2 separate regions of the Mus musculus genome follow, and region 1 is linked to region 2. The links are chromatin contacts, called in public ChIA-PET maps. All regions are on one chromosome and are shown on one strand. Each heading gives the region's core, a stretch centred on a gene start, on an enhancer-like site or on the middle of the called end of the contact. The rest is flanking DNA. Distances are from core to core; before and after follow the strand shown.

What was found. ChIA-PET counts read pairs in DNA pulled down with a chosen protein or histone mark.
Region 1: a contact with region 2 is called in an RNA polymerase II ChIA-PET map of memory CD8 T cells, with 13 read pairs. The contact joins the enhancer-like site here to the promoter of Pak2 in region 2. A contact is called at or near these places in 1 of 484 Hi-C or Micro-C datasets (nephron progenitors), 11 of 115 datasets of contacts at active chromatin or transcription factors (astrocytes, bone marrow-derived macrophages, embryonic basal ganglia and 7 more) and 2 of 9 other capture datasets (liver and pancreatic islet).

The regions. Positions count from the first base shown.
Region 1 is chr16:32,515,095-32,519,903 of GRCm38.p6, forward strand. No RefSeq gene overlaps it. Among named protein-coding and RNA genes, the nearest start is that of Zdhhc19, 21 kb to the left of the region's middle. Within about 2 kb of position 1,402, at least 224 of the 459 cell types and tissues checked have an H3K27ac peak or open chromatin away from gene starts, as enhancers often do. A contact at or near this core is called in astrocytes, embryonic basal ganglia, embryonic forebrain and 7 more, where this site is marked.
Region 2 is chr16:32,076,660-32,081,239 of GRCm38.p6, forward strand. It overlaps Pak2 (p21 (RAC1) activated kinase 2), which reads right to left and starts at 2,683. Exons shown (of 15, transcript NM_177326.3): 1 at 2,429-2,683.

The DNA of each region.
Region 1 (4,809 bases), core at 152-2,651, 440 kb after region 2:
CACACACACACACACGCACACACTAAATAGTAACAAGTATATTGTCTCCTCAAGTAAAGATGTTAAAAACAAAACAACCTGGGGCCTGAACCGAACAGTGGGAAGAAGAGTCCATTTCTCATTCACGCAGCAAACACTGAGCGGCCATGGTGTGTCCAGGAGACAAGGACAAAGGGAAGTTTTAAAAAAGAATGCACTTATTTATAGTATGATCAAATGCTATTATGAAGTTACGTGTGTAGGGGCCACAGAGAAGGCTCGGTGGTTAAGAGCACCCGGCTGCTCTAGCAGGGGACCTAGGTTTGGTCCCAGCACTTACATGTTGGCTCATAACCATCTATAACTCCAGTTTCCAGAGGTCAGGTGGCCTCTTCTGATCTCTGCAGGCACCAGGCACACCTGTGGTGCACACATAAATACACACACACACATACACAGACAGATAGCCATATACATAAAAAAAAAAATAAACCTTTTAAGTAAAAAAAAAAAATTACATGCTGATTTTTAGAAGACTGGAGGGGACTGGAGAGATGGCTCAGCAGTTAAGAGCACTGGCTGCTCTTCCGAAGGACCAGGTTCAATTCTCAGCACCCACATGGCAGCACACAACTGTAACTCCAGTTCCAGGCGATCTGACACCCTCTCTCACAAAAGTAGGAAGATCACGGATGTACACTAAATAAGTAAATAAAATTATTTTAAAAACTGGAAGCAAATTGATCAAATATGGTGTCAGGAGTTTCCTATGTAAGGGGATTGATTCTAGCTGTGGTCAGGGGGTGTCAGGACACCTGATTTTCAGGCTAGCTTTCCCTCTGCCTTGCCGGGTGACTATGAAAAATGTTCTTCTTCCACACACAGAACAGCTCAGATATTACCTGAAAATAATCGGGACCAGATGCTTATGGGCAGTTTTATTGGCACAGCTGTTGCTGCCCACCCCTGTGCAGGCCCAGCCACCTAAGCCCTCAACACAGCCTGGGCCCCTCTCCCAACCCGGGAGGAAGCAGCCCCCACACTCCCTCCCCCTCAGCTGTGGGCTCTGATCTCAAATTAGATTTTTTTTTTTTTCTCTTTGCCTGGGTCTGAATCACGAAAAGCTGCTTACACCGCCTACACTGCCAGGCAGCTGCAACCTCAGGAACAAAGAGGCTTCAGGCAGAGCGGTTGCCTGGACAGCCACTCCAGCCCTGAAGCTTCAATAGGGAAAGGAGGGGACCAAATAGGCTTGTATAATGGCAGGACACAGCGGCATGTGTGTCGCAGGTCCCTCCTTATACCAGGTCCCCACAGCTCCCTGGGTGGGTGACAATGATCGCATATTACAAGGAGGTTGTAGCACGGGAGGCTCAGTCCTTAGAACACTGGCTCAGGGCGGAAGCCGCTCCCTCTGCCTCAAAGTAGGATGGGCCAGGCTCTCCCCAAGGCTGAGGAGCGGGGTGGGGTGGGGTGGGGTGTGTCTTCCACCTGCCAATCACAGCTGCATCTTAATCCCCATCCCTGTCTACACTACCCTGTGATGGCAGGAGTTTAAACCCATTTCAGATCGAGTTCATGGGAAGCCTGCTTCTCCCCTGAGGAAAATGCGCCAGCAGAATTGACTCTCTTTGTTCTCAGGCCTCCGTCCTGCCAGCCCCCATGCCCTCCTCCTCAGACAGATCCAGAACCTTCTGTGATCTTTCAGTTCCGGCTGTAACTCGGGTTTAAGCGACCTCCTCAGTGGATAGGACATAAACCGTTGTGTGTGCCCCACCCCAAGTCCCCATCCCCGCGCCCTCTCTCTGACTCGACCCCAGCCACCTGCTGCTGTTTCCTACTTGGTCAACTGAGTTCACCCCTTTCCCTCAGCCTACACTTCACTTCTGCCCCCTTTATATTTCCTTAATTCCCCAAGCAGAAGAAATTATGTCTGTTCTTCCATCTGACTTTAGGTTGTCAGTTAAACACTCAAGAAAAACATGAGTCTTTCTTCTTTTTTCTTTTGTTGTTGTTGTGTTTGTTTTGGTTTTGTCTGTCTGTTTGTTTTAAGACAGGGTTTCTCTGGGTAACCCTGGCTGTCCTAGCTCCCTCTGTAGAGCAGACTAGCCTTAAACTCACAGAGATCCACCTGCCTCTGCCTCCTGAGTGCTGGGATTAAAGGTGTGTACCACCACCATCCTGCAAGAAATTTCTTATCATTTCTGTAAGTTTCCTCTCCTTGTTCACATGTATCGTGGTCTTGTTTTCAGGTTAGAGGGCTTGCCTAGCACAAATGAGGTCCTGGAGACAGAGACAGAGAGAGAAAGAGAGAAGAGAGAGAGAGAGAGAGAAAGAAGAAGAAGAGGAGGAGGAGGAGGGAGGAGGGACTGCAAAGGAAAGAACCCCTGAGTCACTGTGTGGAGTACCCCAAGCACCTAAATACAGCACATGCCCTGGGGAAATGTGCTCTGACTGCAGCATGGAATACACGAAAATTGAAAGTTGTGCCCGGCCTCCATCCTTAGAGTATTCAAGTCATCCTTGGGTATTATGGCGCACGCCTTTAATCAGGAGGCAGAGGCAGGTAAATCTCTGTGGGTTTGAGGCCAGCCTGATCTACAGAGCAAGTCCAGGACATCCAGGGTTATTACACAGAGAAACTCTGTCTCAAAAAAACCAGAAGAAGAAAAAAGAATATTCAAATTATATCAGGTAGCTGTCTTTTATTTATTTATTTATTTATTTATTTAGAGACAGCATTTCATTGTAGATGGCGATGGCCTGGAACTCACAGAAATCCTGGTGTCTCAGCCCATGACACAGGTTGGAATTACAAGTGTGAGCCGCTATACCTGGCTTTCGTAACTTTCTTACCTGCCGTGAGACTGCAGTGCAGTAAGCTGTGGGGACGTGCTGTTGTGTAATAGATACCATTAAGTACCTGACGCTGCCCCTCCCTCCAGTCTTAGCCACCTCAGTGAGCTAGGGGACCAGTTACACCCCGGCCTGCCTTAATCCTAGGCAACTGTGAACAATCAAAGGTGTCCTGTGCTGTAGTGAAAGGCACACAGTCAGGGAATTGTTACATGGGGGGGGCCTCACTGCATCTCTTCATTAATCTGGATCTGAAGAGGTAAAATCCTGCCCCGATTGATCCTGTATCCTCAACCCTCCAGCAGAACCAAGGACTGTGTGCTGACAGAGCCAGGCCCGCCTGTGCACACTGCTCTAGGACTTTGACCAGGGAAGCAAACCTCAGGTGTAGACTGGCAGGTGATGTGCGCCACCTAGAAGTGACATCCTAACCCCACCCTCCCAGAATGAGCTAAAGTCTCACTTCACATTAGACCGTTGTCCTTCAATGGTTGCCCTCATCCTGGACCTCCAGGATGGCTTGGAACATCCCCGTGACACCCACTTCCAAGGCCTGCAGCTTTAGCACAAAGTCAAGCAACTCATGAGGGCCTTTCATGAGTCACAATGTGACAACCCAGCAGGTCCTTCCCCAGGGACCTCATATTTCCATTGTTTATCAATGGAATGTCAATGAATTGTTTATCAAGTGAATGTTAAAAATGAATGTTGGTAGTTCAAAAGCTTGACCTCCCCTTGAGCTGAAGGATTTGGAGACTGATTTCTTTTTGTTTTAGATCATGTTTGTGGTGTGTGTGTGTGTGTGTGTGTGTGTGTGTGTGTGTGTGTGTTGTGTGCATGCATGCGTGTGTTGTGTTTTGTGTATTGTATATATGTTGTTTTTGTAGTGTATGTGTGTTGTAGTCAGGGTCTCACTGAGCTTGCTGGTTAGGTCAGCCTGGCTGACTAGCAGGCCTCATGGAACCTGTCTCTGCCCTCCCCTGGTACTAGACTACAGATACAGGACACGGTGCTCAGCTTTTACGTGAGTTCTGGGAATCCAACCTTAGCTCCTCATGTCCACGTAGCAAGCACTTTACCCACTGAGCCATCTCCCCAGCCAGGACACAGGTTTGTCTTTGATGAATTTGCTTAAAAGTGGCAAGAGGGGCCGGGTGTGGTGGCACACGCCTTTAATCCCAGCACTCGGGAGGCAGAGGCAAGCAGATTTCTGAGTTCGAGGCCAGCCTGGTCTACAGAGTGACTTCCAGGACAGCAAGGGCTACACAGAGAAACCCTGTCTCGAAAAACAACAACAACAACAACAAAAAAGTGACAAGAGAGGGTGCCTATGTTCATCAGATTGCACGTGGACTATACTCTTCAACACAGTCATTATTTTCCACAGACTGAGATGATTTCAAGTTGACTGATCCACAGATGCCCAGGGAAGTGACGGTGCATGCGATGTCCTGGTGTACGATCCTCAACAGAAACTTGAGTGACTACGTTTGGGAGGCCGTGCTCCCTCCCACTGCTCCCAACAGCCCCTGAGGGCAGGTGCTATGTCTCACAGAACATTAAAGGGACCCAGAGATGACTTGCCTAAGGTCACTGTCTTCAGGGTTGGCTATGACCCAGGCAGGATGATGGGTCTAGAGAATAATGTCCACCAACCAGTTGCCAGTCCCTGGCCCAGCAGTTGACCCTCCTCTCTGAGGTGAGTTGTGCAGAGACTTAGGCCAGATCTCTAACTGAGAAAGTTTGCTGACCTCTGACTGGGTGTCGGGTGCCTATTGTGGGGCAGATAGAAGACTGGGGTTGGGGCATAGTGAAAAGGAACCAGGAAGAAACAGAAAGACAGGCAGAGAACTAAGCTCACTCCTACGTGGATCTCCCAGGCGATGCTGGCACCTAGTCTGATAGGCTAAGAATCTGAGTTACAGGCAAGCTGTGAACACAAGAGGGTTATCACACGGTCTTCACACACGCCCC
Region 2 (4,580 bases), core at 1,433-3,932:
GTAATAACCAATACTGATGAAGATAGTAAGGATTCAGCCATAGCTACTAGTTTTATACTTGGCAATTATTTCAAGCTCCTGCATTTTGTAAAAGTATAACTCAGAGTTTATCTTTAGCTAACCAGAACAAGTTTTAAATTTCCTCATTTAAAACACGTAAAACTAGCCTTCATCATGTCTAGTTGGAAACTTGCCTATCATAAAAATCAAAGAAACACGAGAACCTTTTATCAGACATATATCAACTAAAAACTATCACTTCATGAATTTAGGTTTCAGGACACGGATCACAAAGCCCAGAAGAATTAATCTCTTTCTCTCAAAAGGTAAATCTGGAATCAAGGCCCCAAGATAAGTGAAATACCCAAGAATTCTCTTTTTAAAAACATGTCTGCTTGCCCAACACAATGGTAATCTCACTGGCTAGGATTCTGACGCAGATCTTAAGTCCAGAAGTTTGAAACAAACCTGGGTATCATAGAAAGAGGCTGTCTCCAAAGAAAAACAAACAAATACCTGCTTTTGGAAACAAATGAGATATTCTGCAGGCACAGGCTTGCAATCCCAGCTACTAGGGAGGTTGAGAAGAAAACCCCAGTTCAAGGCTTACCTGGTAGGGAAGAGATTCAATACCAGCCTGGGAAACAGTGAGACTGTCTGCACAGAGAAGAGAGGGCTGGGCTTGTAACTCAGTGCTGCAAAGAACACTTGCCTAGCATCACAGGGAGGTCTGCGGTTCAATCCGGTACAAGGGGTTAAAAAGGAGAAAGAAACAGCAGAAACTAACTTCAAGGTACTTTTTCATTCCCTGACATTCCTCCCTAGTGTCAAGACAACTCACTAACCTAAGAACAACCCACAGTACCAAAGGATGGCAGTACTTGATACTAATCCATTTCCCCCATAGCCTGGCAGAGGGAAAGGTAATAATGTACTAGTGAAAACAAGAAGAAAACATTTTTAATTTTGGGCAACCTCTTTTACCAAAACCCAAAAGTTACATTTTCTATCTATCTAAGCAACAATATAAAATTCAGTTTCCCTGATGTAAATGTACAATAGTGTTCCTGGCTAATTAATCTCTAGAAAGACCTAAAAAGAGAGGCTACCAAATATGTTGGCTAACACGTGTAATCCCAGCACACAAGGCTGAGACAGGAAGAGTGTCACAACAGCCTGAGCTGGAATGAGGCCCTGTCTAGGAAAGGCAGAGGATGGGTATAAAAGTATACGAAAAAGGCTTCCTTCACACACACACACACACACCCCAACTGAAGAACTGGGGTAGAGACAAGCAAGAATGTTCTACAAATGCCACAGAGCTTCTGGCAAAGTTGACGTGCCCTAACCTGTTTTAAAAATTACTACTCACTGCCTTCATCCCAACCTAATTTTATTCATACTATTCTTTTGGATAGCTCTACCAAAAAAAAAAAAAAAAAAATCCCCAGAGCAAATTCTTGTGTATTTATTTCAATATCCTGCCTACTTTATAAGAGCGGAAGAGTCGAATACAGCAGGGGAAAAACGTGACGTGCACAACCTTCACCCAAAACACAGCTCAGCTCGTCGTTGTCTAATTTTGGGCCTAACCGGTTTGGTTGTCTTTTTTTAAAAGGTTAGAAACGAAAAGCTGGAAAATCTACAGGTCACTTGTAAAGAAGAACCTGGCGGCTATCGATGGGAGTTGGTGATTTGTCAAAGAGGAAACAAATCTCACTTCCACTCTACCTAGTTCTATTAAGACAGGGGATGGAGAGAGCCTCCTTCCCATCAAGCCACAATGGCAATTATTTAACACACTTCTGTCTTGGACGACTTGATCTAGAACTAATCAAAAGGCTGAGTCCATTAAGTTATTTGCAGCAACTTTTTTTTTTTCTTGTGAGGGCGCGCGTGTTTCAGACAGCCAAACATGGTGAAAAGCCAACCTCAGCCCAAGTTAACCTTAAGAAGCAAATATTCACCTCCTGGCTAAAGATCAAGCAAAAACCGTAAGATCCTTAACTTCTGTTCTTAAACGCAGGCTCCCAGAGCCCGGCAAAAACTTTTTCCTAATGTGGAGGAGGAGGAAGAGTTTACACACTGAACTTAAGGAGCTCGCGACAGGATTCCCGAGCGACGAGACTGCAGAGAACGCAGCTGGTAAAGGAGGGAACATCCAGGAACAAACCCGAGTCGTCCGGTGCAGCGCCGGCGGGAGAGAAGGGCAAGGACGGCCGGAGTGGCCAGGGTCCCCACAGCCCAGCAAGCTTCCTCTCGGCCGAAGCTTAGAGCCAGGGCGCAGACAATGAGCCACCGCCCGGAGCCGCGGGCCCGCCCGCAGGTGCTGGCGTCCCGGGCCGCTGGGCCCAGGCCGCGGAGGCGGGAGGAGGGCGGCGGCTCGGCCCGGCCCGGCCCGGCCCGGGCGAGCGGCAACCGCACTTACCAGAGAGGAAAGGTCTCCGCCCGACCCAGGGCGGGCTGCTTGGCCGACGCGGGCGAGCACTGCGCTGGGGCGCTGAGAGGGAGGAGGGCAGGGCGGAGGGGAGCGGCGCGGGGCGCGGCCGTCGCTACCGAGGCCGTGAGGCGCAGAACCCCTTGGGCCAGGGAGGGGAGGGCAGGAGCCTTCGGCAATGGCGACGGCCCGGGCCGGAGGGGAAGCGGAACAACCGCTGCCGCTGCGCGTGGCCACAACCCTGGGGGAGGGCGGCGGCGGGGGCGCGGGGCGGGGCCGTAAGACAGCCCCGCCCTGAAAGTGGCGTCATGACCCGAGGGGCGGGCTTTCACAGGGCGGCTGGGAACCGTAGTCTAGTCATCTGTTAGGGAGACTCAGGACAGTGGGCGTTACAGAGAAAACCTGTCCCTCATTTATCAGCATTCTGCATTGTCTGCAGTTACGGTTTACCTACTGACAAAGCTGACGGAGAACAGCTGATCCAAACATATTTGTGTGTAGAGGGTCTTTGTTTCTGAGAATGTATCCATTCACCAATTGGTGTTTTGTGGGGAGGGATGGCTTTTCGAGTCCTGGCTGTCCTGGAACTCACTCTGTAGTCCAGGCTGACTTTGAACTAGAGATCCTCCTGCTTCTGCCTCCTGAAGAGGTACTGCCCAGCTCACTTTGTTTTTTGGTTTGGTTTGGTTTGGTTTGGTTTTTTGGAGGCAGGGTTTCTCTGTATAGCCCTGGCTGTCCTGGAACTCACTTTGAAGACCAGGCTGGCCTCGATTAAAGGAATGCGACGCCACCGCTTTTTTTTTTCCTACAAATTTAACCAGATTAAGTTGAATCAGATTATGCTGCTAAATTAGGTCCTCCCTCTTTGCAAAACAAAGATTTTTTTATTTTTCTGTATTTTATCAATGGAGGAGTTAATTCATGTATTCTTATTCCACAACTATGTCAATATCTAATATCTACAAAAGACCATTTAGGTACCAGAAATGAACATGCTTCACCTAGTCTTTGTAAAGGTTAAAAACATGAAAACGGTGGTGGCGCACGCCTTTAATCCCAGAACTCGGGAGGCAGAGGCAGGCAGATTTCTGAGTTCGAGGCCAGACTGGTCTACAGAGTGAGTTCCAGGAAAGCCAGGGCTATACAGAGAAACCCTGTCTCAGAAAAAAAACAACCAAAAAAACGTATGAAAACATAAAAACCAAAACACTGATACCTGTTACAAGGTGGGGAAAAAGCTGAGGGATTACCGTGGACAGAGTGGACAGAGAAGGTGGCAGTTAAAACAGAAAAAGGAACTCGGAAGAACTGAGGGGAAAGGATTACAAGTAGGAAGAGGATTGCCACGGTCAGTGAGAGATGAAGGCTAGGCTCACAACCAAAACCACAAGACTTATGTAGCTGCACCTTGGTGTAAGATGGGTATATTAGAAAGTACTGTAGTAGTTGGGCGAGGTGGCATACTCCTTTAATCCTAGCACTTGGGAGGCAGAGGCAGGCGAATTTCTGAGTTCGAGGCCAGCCTGGTCTACAAAGTGAGTTTCAGGACCGCCAGGACTATATAGAGAGAAACCCTGTCTCGAAAAGAAAAAAAAAGTACTGTAGTACAAGATATGATGAAGCAAACCTGTAATTCCAGCACTCAGGTGGCTGAGGTAAGATGAGGAATTTGAGTACTGAGAGGTAGAGGACGGATAGGGGACAAGAATGGTTACATAGAGAGTCGGAGGTCAGATGAACTACATGACACCCTATTCTTTGCAGCCTATCAAATCTACATTCAGCCACCTGCTAGTAACATAGGATGTATGTTTGAGTAACATAGGGCTGTATGTCACTTTACATGGATGTTGGCTGCTTACCTCTATTTCCCTATGAGTAGCATTGAACATGGATTATCAAAATAAGTAGCTTTTCTAGAATAATCCTTAAATCCACTATATTCCAATTGATTAGAATTGCAAGCAATCATTTTAGTTCCTAAAGCATATAGCATTCTCCAAAATAACTAGCAAACAGATAGATATTCTTGGAAAGTGACTGGGATACACATTAACCACCTACCACCACTCTTAGGTGAGGTGAGCAGTTTTTCTGTTTTCTGTATCCAAAAGAACCTACCACAACTCTTTAAGATGAATAA